Linked DNA regions of Mus musculus: region 2 is linked to region 1. The links are chromatin contacts, called in public HiChIP or PLAC-seq maps. All regions are on one chromosome and are shown on one strand. Each heading gives the region's core, a stretch centred on a gene start, on an enhancer-like site or on the middle of the called end of the contact. The rest is flanking DNA. Distances are from core to core; before and after follow the strand shown. Region 1 has its middle 80 kb from the start of Gm30494. Region 2 overlaps Gm30605 (predicted gene, 30605).

What was found. HiChIP or PLAC-seq counts read pairs in DNA pulled down with a chosen protein or histone mark.
Region 2: a contact with region 1 is called in an H3K4me3 HiChIP or PLAC-seq map of embryonic limb bud, with 4 times the contacts expected there. The contact joins two enhancer-like sites. A contact is called at or near these places in 1 of 484 Hi-C or Micro-C datasets (uterus) and 2 of 115 datasets of contacts at active chromatin or transcription factors (embryonic limb bud and oligodendrocyte precursor cells).

Annotation. Positions count from the first base shown.
Region 1 is chr8:79,914,704-79,919,208 of GRCm38.p6, forward strand. No RefSeq gene overlaps it. Among named protein-coding and RNA genes, the nearest start is that of Gm30494, 80 kb to the left of the region's middle. Within about 2 kb of position 2,763, at least 6 of the 459 cell types and tissues checked have an H3K27ac peak or open chromatin away from gene starts, as enhancers often do. A contact at or near this core is called in embryonic limb bud, where this site is marked.
Region 2 is chr8:80,314,141-80,318,403 of GRCm38.p6, forward strand. All of the region lies in intron 3 of Gm30605 (predicted gene, 30605), which reads right to left. Among named protein-coding and RNA genes, the nearest start is that of Gm39208, 31 kb to the left of the region's middle. RefSeq lists an enhancer at 205-1,311. Within about 2 kb of position 1,366, at least 145 of the 459 cell types and tissues checked have an H3K27ac peak or open chromatin away from gene starts, as enhancers often do. A contact at or near this core is called in embryonic limb bud, where this site is marked.

The sequences.
Region 1 (4,505 bases), core at 1,513-4,012:
AGGTTGTTTCCAGCTCCTGGCTATTACAAATAAAGATGCTATGAACATGGTCTTTGTGGGATATTGGAGCATCTTTTGGGTATATGTCCAGGAGTGAGGCATATAGATGGGTCTTGAGGTAGAACTATTCCCAGTTTTCTGAGAAACTGCCAAATTAATTTCCAAAGTGGTTATACAAGTTTGTGCACTCCTGCCAGCAATGAAGTGTTCCCCTTGCTCCACATCCTTGCCAGCATGTACTGTCTCTTGAGTTCTTGATCTTAGCCATTCTTATGGGTGTAAAATGGAACCTTAGAGCTGTTCTGATTTGCATTTCCCTGATGATGAAGAACTTAAACATTTCTCTAAGTGCTTCTCAGCCAATAGAGATGTTTCTGTCCAGAATTCTCTGTTTAGTTCTGTATCCCATTTTTAATTGGGTTGTTGGTGTTTGTGAGATGTAATGGCCCCCAACTCTTATTTCTGTAATCTGAGCTCTGTTCTCTTCATGCTATGATTGACGACAGTTTGTATTCATGTCTTATAGATAGAGGTCTTATAGATAGGTTTATCTACTCTACTCTTCTTTTTTTCCCCTATTTTCCTTGGTCAACTCTTGCATTCAGTGTTGGTGATGATGATGGATTGCAATCAATTCGCATTTATCCTGTGAGCAGCTCTTCATTCTACAGGCTTTTAGCTTGTGGTTTCTATGCATGGTATTCTGAAATTTACCCAGGAGGAGTGTTACTGTCTCTACTGGTAAGGAAACTATTAACCTATAAATCCAAATTCTTTGTGGAAGTTTTTTTTTTTTTAAATAACTAAATCATTCCCATTTCACTTCTTTGAGAAGACCTTCTGTGCATTGTTAGAATTTCTACAGACATCCTTCCTGTATCTGGTTTTCTACTCAGATTTACTTATACTCAAGAGTCTATCTCTAGTAGAACAGCTCATTCCCACTTTCTAGCTAAATTACTTGAAATTTACAGATGCCCATTCTCCTATTCTGTTTGTAGACTGATATAAGTAGACACTTGTATTTTAAATTTATTATCTATAAAAACCATTTCATATTCTTTTCCAGGTCACACCTGCTCTCAGTCAAGGATAGAACACCCCCAAATCTCTCTGATATGTGTAAATGTGTTTCTGTTTCTCTGAGGTGGACAACCCATCAGTAGTCTTTCCTTACATAAATAAGAGTAAGTCCAACTTGCTGTGTGATATTGTTTGTTTAGTCCAAGTTGCTGTCTGATGTTGCTTCCAGCGTTTCAAGCCAACGTCAAGCAGACAGATAGTTGGTGTACCTGGTAATGCACAGTCCACTGATGAGTGACATCAGACACACAGTCTTTTCACTGCTGTAGGATTCAAGGAAGGGTTACTTATCACCACTTTGGTGGAGGTATCCTACGTGACCATGGAAACTGGGTTCTGAAGGTTTTCCTGAACTGTTCTCTGGATTTTTAGTTTCATTAGCCATCATAGCCGTGAAAAGCTGGCTTCTACCCCTCTCTGCCTCCTGAATGCCATGAGATGGCACACAGTCAGAATCTAGATCATACATAGACCTTTAACCTCAAAAGAATCCTGAAAATGTGATACTTATGTTTTCAGATGTTGACAAATGGGACAAGACATGGGCTGGTACTGTGAGAAGACACGGAGTACTAACAGATGATGTTTTTGCCTTCATGGCATACAGCTTGGGAAAGTGTTGTTGGGCTAACCTGTCTTTCTATTTGCTTGTACACAGGGATAATTTACTTAGTCACCTTATGTCCCATTTCAAGCTAAGAAAGCATTTTGGATAATGTAAATTCTGTCTCTGTCTCTGTCTCTGTCTCTACCTCTATCTCTACCTCTACCTCTATCTATATCTCTATCTATCTATAGCTATATCTATCTAAATCTCTTTCTCTATATATGTGAAATATATATATATATATGTATATGTGATACACACATACATATATAATTTGAAATACATTTTTAAACATTGGAAGGTATTATGGTAAATACTTATATGGATGTGCATTATACCCACCTCCAATTGGAGAAGACAAATTATTATTATTATTATTATTATTATTATTATTATTGTTAATTATGTAGTTGGCAACATTCTTTCCCAGTTCCCCTTATCCCTTTGATGGAGAGACTCTTGATCGACTTTGACTCCGGATGGGCCATCTTGAACCAAGTTAGCTGTTGACTTGACATTCATGGGTTTTCCTCTGCCATGCCATATTCTATTAATAGGAGAAAATGGGTGGAGTGGAGCCACTGGTGCCACATTCTATTCTGATGCTGCTTGTGCTTGGGAAGGGGAGGGAGCCAAGAAGGAAAGGAAGAGGTGCAGCCTGTGGTCTTTGACTCCACCAGACTGTGGATCTATAAATTTCTCCAGGCTGTGGGCCCGAGTGAGACTGATGGTTTGCAGGCCCAGAGAGGATGAGCGTCTCTCAATGAAAACACGGATGTCAAGTGTATTCAGACACGAGAGATGACTACCCTCTCTGTTGTTTCGGAATTAGGAAATGGAGACTCCAAAGTGGGGGCCAGTGGAAAAGTCAATATAGCTGTCACCGAGGTTGTGTTTTACCCTCTGCCAACCTCAACTCACCGATGCACAGGCTACACATGTTTAGAATTAGCAAGTAATGTTTTAGCTTCCATTTCCCAGTCTCCCATCCCCCACTTGTATGGTGTTGCTTATTCAGAGCGGAGTCTCTCAGCCCTCCATCCAGGTGGGACCAGCTCCCTCCTCACCTAGCTCCTGCAGCTGTGGGGGCTCACCCACGGAGCTCTCAATAGGTTCTGCGCTTTATTTTCACACCTGCAACCCTTCCAGACCCTGCAACCTAAATCTGCAGCAAGGTTTAAAGCGAGCCCTGCTGGGGAGGGGAGAGGGGGCAGTTTCTTGCCTACAAAAATGAAACTGTGGCCGTGAGACTAACTTAATCCAATATCCACATTCACTCCTTTCTTTTTTTAACTGATATGCCCAAGTTCTAATGCCTTCATTTCCCCCTCTGTTTGCAATAGCAAAGCCTCCTTGACCAGAAAAATAAATGTGCAGTTGGCAGGAGCTGAATAGAGGTCTGCTTAAATGATTTTTAATTTATGTTAAAATGCTAAGAGCAGTTTTCCAGGTCCCCATTGAATACCTCACAAAATGAAGTTTTTCAAAGTCTACCTTTATAAAAGGAGCTAAAAGATTTAAAAAGCATTCACTTTAATTTTAGCTACTCCAATGGTATCTTTCATTCCTGTCTGAGCTCAAGCAGTTGATTAGGTGTGTCAGAACTCGTGTCTACAAGACAGATATACCTGTCGCCTAATCATAAACCTGAGCCTTCCATTTCCTTTTAACATCTCCTTTTTTCTTGTTATAGGATGCCCAGTGACCCAGATATGAAGAATGTCTATGGCTGTGCTTGTATGTGTGTATGTGTGCATGTGTTAGTGGGTTTATGTGTATCTCTGTGCTTTTCTTGGTGTGTGTACATGTGTGTATGCATTACGGTCAGTGTGTGGATACACGTGTGTACGTGTGTCTAGGCCAGTGGTCAGAATCAGAAGTGTTCCTTGACTAGTCTCCCCCTTACTTTTGAGGCGCAGTCTCTCAGTCTGTAGACTACTGGTTTCCTACACTGGCTGGCTAATGAGACCCAGGGAGTTGTCTGTCTTCATGGCCTCAGCCTTGAGGGAACATTTTTTTTTTAAAACCTTGGTGTTAAGGATCAGAACCCAGGAACCCACGCCTGCAGGCACTTTTCTGTTTTAGCGGTCTCCCTGGACCTTTCTTCATTACTCTTTAAAGAAAATACTAAGTTTTTCTTGGTGTTTTCACATTTGTAACATATAATTTCTTTTGATTACTTGGGAAAGAGTAAAGAAAGGGAACAGAACTATTCTGGCACACACTTTCAGACACTGCAGAGAGGTGGGCCCTGGTGTCTTTGGGGGCTGCTGCAAGGTACCACATTACAGCAGGGAGTGTCTCCTGGAGACTCACTACTCATCCTGAACTTGCATCTGTTTAATGGTAATAGGTTGAACCATCTGCTCTTAAGGTCATCTGTTTTATTTCCTGTATTATCAATATTTCTGAAAGTATTCTTGCAATATTGGGTGAGCACACCTGTGTAACCAAAGTACAGATACAAAGAAAGCCCCATCAGCTTGTTTGACCCCTCCCTTCCCACTACAACCCCTTCCTAGATGTAAGCATAGTTCTAGCCATCACCACCAGGGAGTTCTTCTAAATATAGTCATAAATACATTCACTTTCCTGCCTTATTTCTTTTTCTTTATTGTTAGTTCTGTGGGGACTCTTCCAATTATGGCTCATTTAACAGCTGTGTGGCACGCCATGATACACATAGAACTCAGTTTATCCATTCTGATTTTATTTAGGTTGTTTCTAATTTTAAGATCTTACAAAAATGTAATAATTTAAAAAATATTTTTTGGGGTATGCATATGTGAATCTCCTTGGAGCATCCTCCTAGAGC
Region 2 (4,263 bases), core at 116-2,615, 400 kb after region 1:
AATTCTGAGTCAGTGCACTTTTTTAAATGCTCATGCGCTCGATAAAAGCATCGATGTCTTCCTCTGGCCCCCCTCTTGTCCCCTTGAAGAAACTGCTCAGCCTAAGGAGCTGTGGTTTGTTGAAGTGATAGCAGTTGCCTGCTAATAGTTGTGTTTAAAATTCCTGTTTCTTATCTTATTTACTGACGGATGGGAATGGGGCCTGCAAGACCTTCCTCCCAGTCCACCGCCCCCACCCCTGAAGGAGTGAATCACTTGACACAGGGGACATTAGACAACACGGTGGCTTCCTTGTTAAATCCCTTTGGCCTTGTCAGTTTGCCGGATGCACAGCTCCCCCGTTGCATCTGCTATGTGTCTTATCAGAGGCCGGCCACACAGGGTGGGCTCCCTTAATTTAAAATCAACAGAAAACAACAACAATAAAATCCGTCCAACTGTAGTTTATGACAGGAGGCATGCGTGTGGCTTTAGTTTTTCAACTAACTTTCTTCTTAAGCTTCTTTTGTTTTTAACAACATAGATTTAAAAAAAACTATACAAGAAAAAAAATTATTTGCAAAGATATTGCAATTTAAAAGAAAATGTTTTCCTATGGCCAGTCTGTGTGTGTGTGTGTGTGTGTGTGTGTGTGTGTGTGTGTGTGTGTGTTTTCCACCTTGTTTTTCTTTTTCTGCTTCTTTTTTTTCCCCCTGTAGATTCTGAAAAGAAATAGCAAGCTGTAGGCACTGCCTGCGGCATGCTGGCCGTGCTCCTTGGGTGGTCCAAGCCGACTTTATGATTTATTCAGCTAATGGGGAAGGAGCATGACCCCCAGTGACCACAGAAAAAGAGCTGCATGTGGGTTTAATGCTTTCACCACAAAAATGTCTGCTATGACTAAGCTGTGCAGCTGAAGTCACTGTCTGAATGGTGCTAAAAGGAACCTCGGCATTAAATGTGCACTATTTACTATAGCGCGGCTCTTGGGATTAGGCCAAGGGCTTCGTACTCAGTTTCAAAGAATTAGCATGGAAGCTGCTAGAAAAATTAAGGCTGTGCAATTTATTTTTACCAGGCTCCCTGGTGAGTTGCTTGGTGAAGGATTTACCTCATATGATTTTTTTTTCTTTTCCTCTGTTAATAAAGAGTCATTTTAAAATGTGCCAGTTTCTTGCATTCTATGGAGTTTTATTGTGGAAGGATCCCAGGTTTTGGTTTGTTTGTTTGTCGGGTTGCAGTCCTGAATCACTTGGTTATTGTTCTTTAATGTTAATTTGAACCGATAAAAGAATGCCTGGTGTGGAGAGAGAAAGTAAGAGAGGCAGGCTGGGGAGTGAGGCTCCTTTCCCACACAGGGCACTGCTCGAGAGGCTTCTTTGATCCGAGAACCCTGCCCCGCCCCCAACAGCATCATTGCTGGCATTACTGGGGCAAAGGAATGAGCACATTTTGCTTCGTGTGGATTGTGAGGGAAGGGGTTGAACGGAGGAGGCAAGGGAGGCACGAGGAGGGAGGGAGGCATGGAAAGCTCTTTGCGATTGTGACTAAGATGAATGATCATTACCGGGCTGTAATACCTGCCGTTCAACCTCCAGCACGTCTGCTGGTGCAGAACGGAGAAGCCGCTCACTTTGATGTCTGTAGCTCAGGATCCTGGGTCCAAAATGCAGCTAACTCTCTCTGAATGTTCCTCCATCCAAGACAGTTTAGACCTCAAGATCCAGAGAGAGCACCCAGCAAGGCACTGGCTTGCAGATCTCATATGCATTAAAACAAACAAACAAATAAGCTACATTACTCGGTTGTCCGAGTAATGCAGCTTAAATCAAATGAAAATCACCAGAAATGATCCTTGTGCCAGCCGGGATTTGTCAATTGTGGGGGTTGGGACACCTTCTCACCTTCCCAAACACACCGAGAGCCTTCATGTTCAGTTTCTGTTCTAAATATTTCTTTGCAGAAACATTTTCTTGGGGTAGAGGGGAATAGGGAGATGGTTCAGTCAGTAAAGTACTTGTCATGCACGGACTGAGACCTGAGTTCTAAACCCCAACATCCATGTTAAAAGGGCTGATGTGGAGGCGTGCATCTGTGAGAGCAGCACATAGAAGAGAGAAACAGAGAATCCCTGGGGTTTCCTGGCCAGCCAATCTAGACAATGCTCAAGTTCTGGGTGCAGTGAGAGACCTTGTGAGACCTGTCTCATGAAAGAAGGAGACAGGCTGAGGAAGGCATTTCATAAAGTCCTGTGCCTTCTGTAAACACATATATACATATACCTACACACACATGTAGACACACACGAACTTGTGCGTGGGCATATACATACACACAATATTTTCTTGCCATCTTGGCAAACCACCCTTTCTTCTAACAAGTCTCATCACTGTGCTGGGCTTCAAGTCTGAGTTGTATCTGTCTCCTTTAAAGCCTTCAGCTTGGTCCTATGTGTGAGATTTGCTTCTGTGCTCCTAAGCAGTTATTCTGCAAGGCAGGCCTTCATTTTTCCCAACTGAGACATGTAAATAGTAACCCAGGGCTGATCCGGGTGAATAGCCATTGAGTCTCTAGAGATTAACAAAGTCATCAAGAGAGAGTACTTGACCTTTCCCCCCCTCAGGCCTGAGAAGATAGGCAGGTCAGGAAAACCACTTTTCTGACTCATTCTGCAGGTAGATTCAAAAATAAAACCATCAGGGGTACTCCCTTCTTCCCTCTCCACCCGCTGTCTACCCTCTTCTCTGCATATTACAGAACCCAAAGAGGAGGTCTTCTTTACAAAAGTGGTGATGTATCAGTAGGGCATCAACTGAGTCCTGAGAAAGACTTCACTTAAAACCAAGACGAACCTCAATACAGTTTATTATAATATCCTGGATCAATTCTTTGAACCAGAGAAGAACCTTAGGACAGACCCTGGAGAATCTGAGTATGGCTTGCCATTTAGCATTTAGTTTCCAGAAGTGTCCTAGTGTTGTTCTCTTAGTTTGGATCAATATAGCATAACTGGTTACAAGAGCTATGACTTTTAGAACTCTCCATACAGAAGGAGTACATAGAAAATGTGCACTATTCAGTAACTTTTCAGTAATCATATGCTTAACTCCATGGAAAATTATGTGTTTGTATGCATATGTTTGTGTGTGTGTATACATACATATATGTGTATGTATTAAAACAAACAAACAAATAAAAAGCTACATTACTCGGTTGTCCAGCATTTGCAGCTTAAATCAACTGAAAACCACCAGAAATGATCCTTGTGCCAGACAGAATTTGTCTCATATATATATATATATATATATATATATATATATATATATGTGTGTGTGTGTGTGTGTGTGTGTGTGTGTGTGTGTGTGTATGTGTGTGTGTATGAATGACAGACTCTGGGGAATCTGAGAGTTTGGTTTGCCATTTAGTGTTCAGTTTCCAGAATATATATATATATATATATATATATATATATATATAGCATTTTTTGAGGTTCTGATTGATAATTTTCATCTCCTCCTAACATTCATCAGCTCCTATACTCCAGATCATGTCCCAAAGCACTCTGAAAAGTACATCTGTGTAATACCCAGAACTTAATGGCTTACTAAAGCCTGATTCACCTTTGAGCATCTTGTTATCCTCTAAAACGATCACGAGTCAGAGCTGTGCTGATCCATTTAGAGCCATTCTATGTTCTTTGTGGACATTGCTCCGTACAAAAGGAGAACAAAAACGTACAGGTTACAGATAAAAGCAACAGAATACAAAGGCCAGTTGTAAGAACATCATGTAGTGTTCAAAACACAGAAATGGGCACTGTCATTTCATTGGTTGCTGAGTATTTTTTATTCACCTGACTCTGTCAGCCAATGCTGTAGTGCTTAGCACAAAGCCAGGTGCATTAGTGCTCAGTAAACACGTTAGGAAAGATGAAAGCCGGGCATACCTTTCCCCCAGCAGTAGTTCCTATGCCAGCACATAACGGGCAGACATTTTTATGACAGCAGTTCAGCAAGCATTACTTTTCTTTCCATTTGTCCTCCTGGGCCCTCCAGTCAGGAAGGCGGGATGAGTTATGGCAGAGGAAAGACAGCTCTAACACAAGGAGCTTCCAAGACCCTTTGGAGCAGAGCATTGTTTTTGGCAGTGTATGGTGGTGCTTGGGTAGGGCTCCAGTAAGGGGGAAACATGAGGAGGAGAATTGCAAGGCAATAGAGAAATGAGGCCAGAGGAATCTTTCCCTCTGGTGTGGGTTTCCCACCCTAATTGGTCACCAACCCAAAC